2 separate regions of the Rattus norvegicus genome follow, and region 1 is linked to region 2. Evidence: chromatin contacts called from public Hi-C data. All regions are on one chromosome and are shown on one strand. Each heading gives the region's core, a stretch centred on a gene start, on an enhancer-like site or on the middle of the called end of the contact. The rest is flanking DNA. Distances are from core to core; before and after follow the strand shown. Region 1 overlaps Tspan15 (tetraspanin 15). Region 2 holds the start of Fam241b (family with sequence similarity 241 member B).

What was found. Hi-C and Micro-C count contacts between places; a contact is called where the count stands out from the background.
Region 1: a contact with region 2 is called in a Hi-C map of hepatocytes, with 2.1 times the contacts expected there. The contact joins the enhancer-like site here to the promoter of Fam241b in region 2. A contact is called at or near these places in 12 of 12 Hi-C or Micro-C datasets (the A7r5 cell line, the Rat2 cell line, Schwann cells and 7 more) and 1 of 1 datasets of contacts at active chromatin or transcription factors (oligodendrocytes).

What each region holds. Positions count from the first base shown.
Region 1 is chr20:30,671,687-30,674,386 of GRCr8, reverse strand. It overlaps Tspan15 (tetraspanin 15), which reads left to right. Exons shown (of 8, transcript NM_001115032.1): 8 at 336-1,116. The coding sequence ends at 485. Among named protein-coding and RNA genes, the nearest start is that of Tspan15, 45 kb to the left of the region's middle. Within about 2 kb of position 1,421, at least 7 of the 93 cell types and tissues checked have an H3K27ac peak or open chromatin away from gene starts, as enhancers often do.
Region 2 is chr20:30,596,496-30,599,195 of GRCr8, reverse strand. Fam241b (family with sequence similarity 241 member B) reads left to right here and starts at 1,352. Exons shown (of 3, transcript NM_001127452.1): 1 at 1,352-1,587; 2 at 2,300-2,428. The coding sequence starts at 2,336.

The sequences.
Region 1 (2,700 bases), core at 172-2,671, 75 kb before region 2:
GTCTGCCAGTGAGGTTGGAGTGAATCACATCCACTTAATGGCGGTAGTGGAAACTGAGGCTTTGAAGGGTGAAGTGAATTTCCCAAGGTTCCCCTGGATAAGGTGTGGCAGAACTGGGATAGAGGTAGAAGACGCAGCATAGAGGGGCTATGCTAAGGCACAGGGGCAGGAAGTCTCCATGTTCCCGAGAAAGGTAGAAGAGGTCCAGCCTGGGCTATCTGGGCAGTGGGTGCTGGGATGTCTTGATTTCCCCTGCCCAGTTCCCCCGGAGGGAACTGCCAGGGAGGGTTGTCTACATGCCAGCAGGTTCTCACCGCCTCCCTCTCTGTCCTCAGTTTCTTGGTGTGCTGCTAACACTACTATACATCACCCGTGTGGAGGACATCATCTTGGAGCACTCTGTCACGGATGGATTGCTGGGACCTGGTGCCAAGTCTAGCACAGACACAGCAGGCACTGGATGCTGTCTGTGCTATCCCGATTAGGACCTGGCCTGGCACAGTAGCCCCAGCCAGACTGTACTGCAAAGTGCATCTACGTCTACACAAGCTGGACAGGACCAGCTGCAGCTCCTCTGCCCGCCCACGGCACTGACCAAAGCCCAGGGTGTATGTGCCTGTGTATGGTGTCTGATGGCCACTCCTCCCAGGGGAAAGCGGAACCCTGTGGGATCCCGGGGAACAGGGATGGCCCAGCCACAGTTCTGAGCCCCAGAGAAGGAAGCTCGGGGCTCAGTGTGGGCTCTTTTTATTTCTGGCAGTGCCTTGGCCAGTGGTCATGTTGCCCCTTCGAGGGCAGTTTTGCAGTGATTTTTTTTTTTAAAGGAGAGAAGGGAGTGCATCTGTTCAATGGGGCAGGAAGTGCTGGGAGCAGCACACTGCTCTTGACGTGAGGTTGGACCGTGTCTCAAATTCCCAGGTGCCTTGAGTCCTCTGGAAGGCTCCTGCTCCACCCACCCATTTTCTACATGCTTTGTTTTTTTTTAATAACCATCTTTTGTATACAATTAACAAGAGTTTCTGGCTACTCAAAACTAGCCACCGCCAATTCAGTCCACTCATCCCTCCCAGTCAGTTCATTAATTGGCCAATAAAGATGTGATTTTTGGAATGGTCATTCACTTGTGCTATTTGGAAGGCTCTTGTCCGGTTGAAAGAAGGCTGCCTCGAGGGGCGTGGGGGGTGGAGATTGGTATAGCTTGGGACACTGAGGTCAGGGAGGAAGAATGGACAGCATTGGTATTTCACACACTAGGGGAAACTGAGGCTCTACAAGTACAGAAATGGTTACATGGAGAAGTAGCTAAATCCAGGGGTCAGGAAAGAGAACGGTGGATACAAGATTACCCGCGCTATAGAAAGTAACCGTGGTAGGGATCTGTAGACTGTAGACAAGGACCCATGCTAAGCAAAGCTTGGTGCTGGCTGCCCCCTGCTGGAGACAGCTGGCCTTGCAGGAACAGTCAACCCAAGCGTGTGTCATCCTAACCCTACGGGGGGGGGGGGGTTTCTAGGTTTTCTGTGAGATTCTTACACAGGGCAATAGATATAAAACAAAAATCTCAAATCTAACTAAGCCTGAGGTAGGAAATTCCTCTCACCAGAGAAGCTTGGGTTCTGTAGGAGGAAGGGTGGAGGCAGGGCTTAAAAAAGAGCACTGTGACCATGAACACGGCAGAGGCCAGTCGAGGCCAGACCTAAACATTTAGCATAAGTGATAACTTTTGATATTCACAGCTGTTTGTAGTCATCTCTATCATCTTAATTTTGTTAATATGGAAACAGAGGCACAGTTAATAACTTGTTGAGGCTCAGGACTGCTTATCTATGTGTATAGACAGACTCCCCTAGGTGTGCAAAACCACGCATGGCTGGGCTGCTGCCCCCCATGCTCCCTATGGACGCTTCTGCCCATCTCCCTTTGGTTGTTGAGACAGCGTCTCATGTAGCCCAGGCTGGCCTCAAACTTACTGTGTAACCAAGGATGACCTTAAACTTCAGATTCTTGTTTCATACTGAGGAATGCTGGGACTTCAGATGTGTTCCGCCACACCCCATTTATGGAATTTGGGGACTGGAAGTTCTTTATCTCCTTGGTCTCACTGAGCCCCTTTGATCAGGACACAGGGCTGTGTGGTGAGCCTTCTGGCTCTGGCTTCAGCTATTCTCAGTATCTTTCCGTTTCCAGAGGAGAGGGCAGACCCCCATGGTACAGTAATATGGCTGGGACACCCAGAGGGCTTGGGACCAGAGCCTGGGGACTCTGTCATTCTCTTTCTCTGGGATGGAGGTTGGTGCCTATACAGGCCCCAGTTCCTATATGCTCTCTAACCGACAAAGAAAATAAATCCCCAGGGAGAGAGCCCTGCCAGCCAGTCTCAGGGTTCACCTACTATGGCACCCTTCTGTTACCCAATGCCAAGGACGCCATCTTGCCACCTTGTCTCCCAAGAATAGAAAATAACCTTCAAGGGGCTGGAGAGATGGCTCAGTGGTTAAGAACACTGACTGCCCTTCCAGAGGTCCTGAGTTCAATTCCCAACAACCACATGGTGGCTCACAACCATCTGTAATGGGATCTGATGTCCTTTATTGGTGTGTCTGAAGGCAGCAACATTGTATTCATAAACTAAATAAATCTTTAAAAATATAACAGAAGAACCCTCAAGACTAGTCCCTTTCCTCACCCACATGGGCTTTA
Region 2 (2,700 bases), core at 103-2,602:
CCACCACTGTGGGGACTGGAGCCAGACCAGGCCAACCAGTGCTATCTTGTTTAAAAGAAGAAAGGAGAGGGGTTGCTCTTAATTTTCTATACTTTCACCTCATTATAAATCCCAGTGGTTAGGTTCGTTCTGGTGCTGCTTGCTGTTTTGTGAGTCCTTGTGTCTCCATCACAGCGTCTTTGTTACTGTAACTCTTAAGCTTGAAAATCTGCATCAGCCAGATGGGGTAGATGCACTCTCCCCTGTTCTTCTATTAAACACAGCAACCATCCCTGGACATCAAGTGTGAAACAAAAACAAGACTTTGAAATCAGAGTGGAGCAGGCACACTGGGCCCCTGGGACCTGGGGGATGACAACCCTTAACTGGAGGGACCCTCTGGTTTCTCTTTATGCAAGAATATCAGCAGCCTCGAAACAGGCGATTAAGACTGCTCCTCTCAGTCAGAAAGCTAGGAAAGCTACTTAGCAAGACTTAGATGATAGGTACCTTGTTCAGGGCAAGTACGGTGCGAAGAGCCCGCACCCCAGATGCCTGACCTAGATTTCCACCCTGTGAGGTAGCAACACTGTCTCGGCATTCCTACCAGCATAGTGTCGGAGGGTTGTAAGGGAGTGAGGCCCCCTGCTTCCTCCACACAGGTTCCAGTTATCCTACTCAAGTCATCAGGCTGTGAAGCTCAGTCTTCTCCCTGTCCCCTCTCTCTCCTTCCCCCCAGTCCCCTCTCTCTTCCCTGTCTCTGCCTTCCTTAGACTGTCTATCCCTCTTTTCTCCTCCCCACTACATCCACTCACTAGGAGGTCAACAATTAATCTGATGATCTCGCTTCAAAAACCGTCTTAGAGAAGCTTGCTGCAAATTGGTTGAACTTGTCCTATGATTCGTGGCCTCTTGGGTGCTTAGAGCTCCTGAAGGACGGGGCTGGGTCCTTCTCAAGTGACACTGGCAGAGTTACCTGGGTAGATCTGAGCAGATTTGTAAACCTGTAGGCTCAGTTTGTGCCTACTTCTCTTCCACCAAACGGGACATCCCGGTCTACTTCTCTTGTCCCAACCGAGACATCCCGGTCCTGGGCTTTTATGTGATTTCTTCTTCCCTTGTCCTCTTCCCCATCCCAATCCTTCTCCCTCCTCCTTTCTCCTTTCCCTAGTCTAGCAACTAACTCCTCGCCCTCCCTTCTCCCTCCTTCTCCTCCCTCTCCCATTGCGCAGCTGCAGTTCCCCCGGCAGCCGGCAGAGGGATCCTGCCGGGCCTCGCCCCGCGGTGCGCGCTTCCTGTAAAGTCAGGTGGGAGGAAGCGGCCGCCCTTGGACGTCGAGCCCGGAGAGCGGTGCGCGCAGGTGGGTGGTACTGGCGCCGGGTCCGGGTCCGCGCCCCTCCCCACCGCTGCGGGCCCTGGAGCCACGCCTGACCGAGGTGCTGCAGGGGCACGGGTGGCCCAGCCTGCGGGATGACGCCGCGCGGAACCGCGACCCTGGCGCTCCACGCTGCGCTCCTCCCCTGGCCCAGCCTGCCTAGGTGCCCCGGCAGGTAGAGCGTTGAGAGGAGCACGGAGGAGCTCCTTGGGTGACAGGGCCTGGCCTGGCAGGTAGAGCTGCAAAGCTGGGGTCCCCCAGAGCTGGAGCTGCAGTTGCAGCTCACACCCCGTGAGGTGGGAGGGATGAACCTCGTCCTTTAGCATGGGTGCTCCCTGCAGCCATGGGACGGGGGGGGGGGGGGGGTGCTCTCTGCAGCGGAGGTCCGCCCTCCCCAGCCCCGGGTTCTGCCACCGGGTGGTGACCTTAGGGGATTCAGACAGATCCTTAGCCCTTGCTCTTTTGGCTTTTGGCAATGCTTTGAAACCGCGCCCTAACCCCGTTTCTTGTTTTTCTTTTCTTTTCTTTTCTTTTCTTTTCTTTTCTTTTCTTTTCTTTTCTTTTCTTTTCTTTTCTTTTAAGTTAGCATACAAAATACTGCCTTCCCTCTTGTTTCTTTTTTGGGGCAGGGTTTCACTTAGCTGAAGCTGACCTTTAACCCCTGACCTTCCAGTCTGTACTTCCTGGAGTCCTAGTGGCTGATTATGGGTGTGCACAACTTGGCCAGGGCCCTGGGACCGACCTCCCCTCCCCCTCCCCCTTCCTTGCTTGCATTATTTTTACCTGTTTTCATTAATAGGACAAGCACCTGCCAAGGGTGGGTTACCATATGACCGCTACTGAAAAACATCCTCTCTCGATTAACCCATTATCTGTAGCAGGCCCTTTGAGGTCAGGGGAAAGATCTGTTTGCAGTCTCTAGACAACAATCAGCTTTTATTGCAGGTCCAGCCCAGCAGAAATTCACAGCGTCTAGGGAGAATGGTGAGGATCTTGGCCAATGGGGAGATCGTTCAGGATGATGACCCCCGAGTGAGGACTACCACCCAACAGAGGAATAGCAGCCCCCGGCAGGTAGGTATCCATCCTGAAGAGAAGGGTAGCGGCTGGTCCCAACTCCCAGAAGTCTCAAACTGCCTTCTTACCTTCTGTAGCAGTGTCTCTCTACCTTCCTAATGCTGTGACCCTGTAATACAGTTCCTCATCTTGTGCTGACCCCCCGATCTTAGAATTATTTTCATCACTCCTGCGTAACTACAGTTTTGCTACTGTTATGAACCGTAACGTAAATACGCGTGTTTTCCAGTGGTCTCAGGTGACCTCTGTGAAAGGGTCGTTTGACCCCC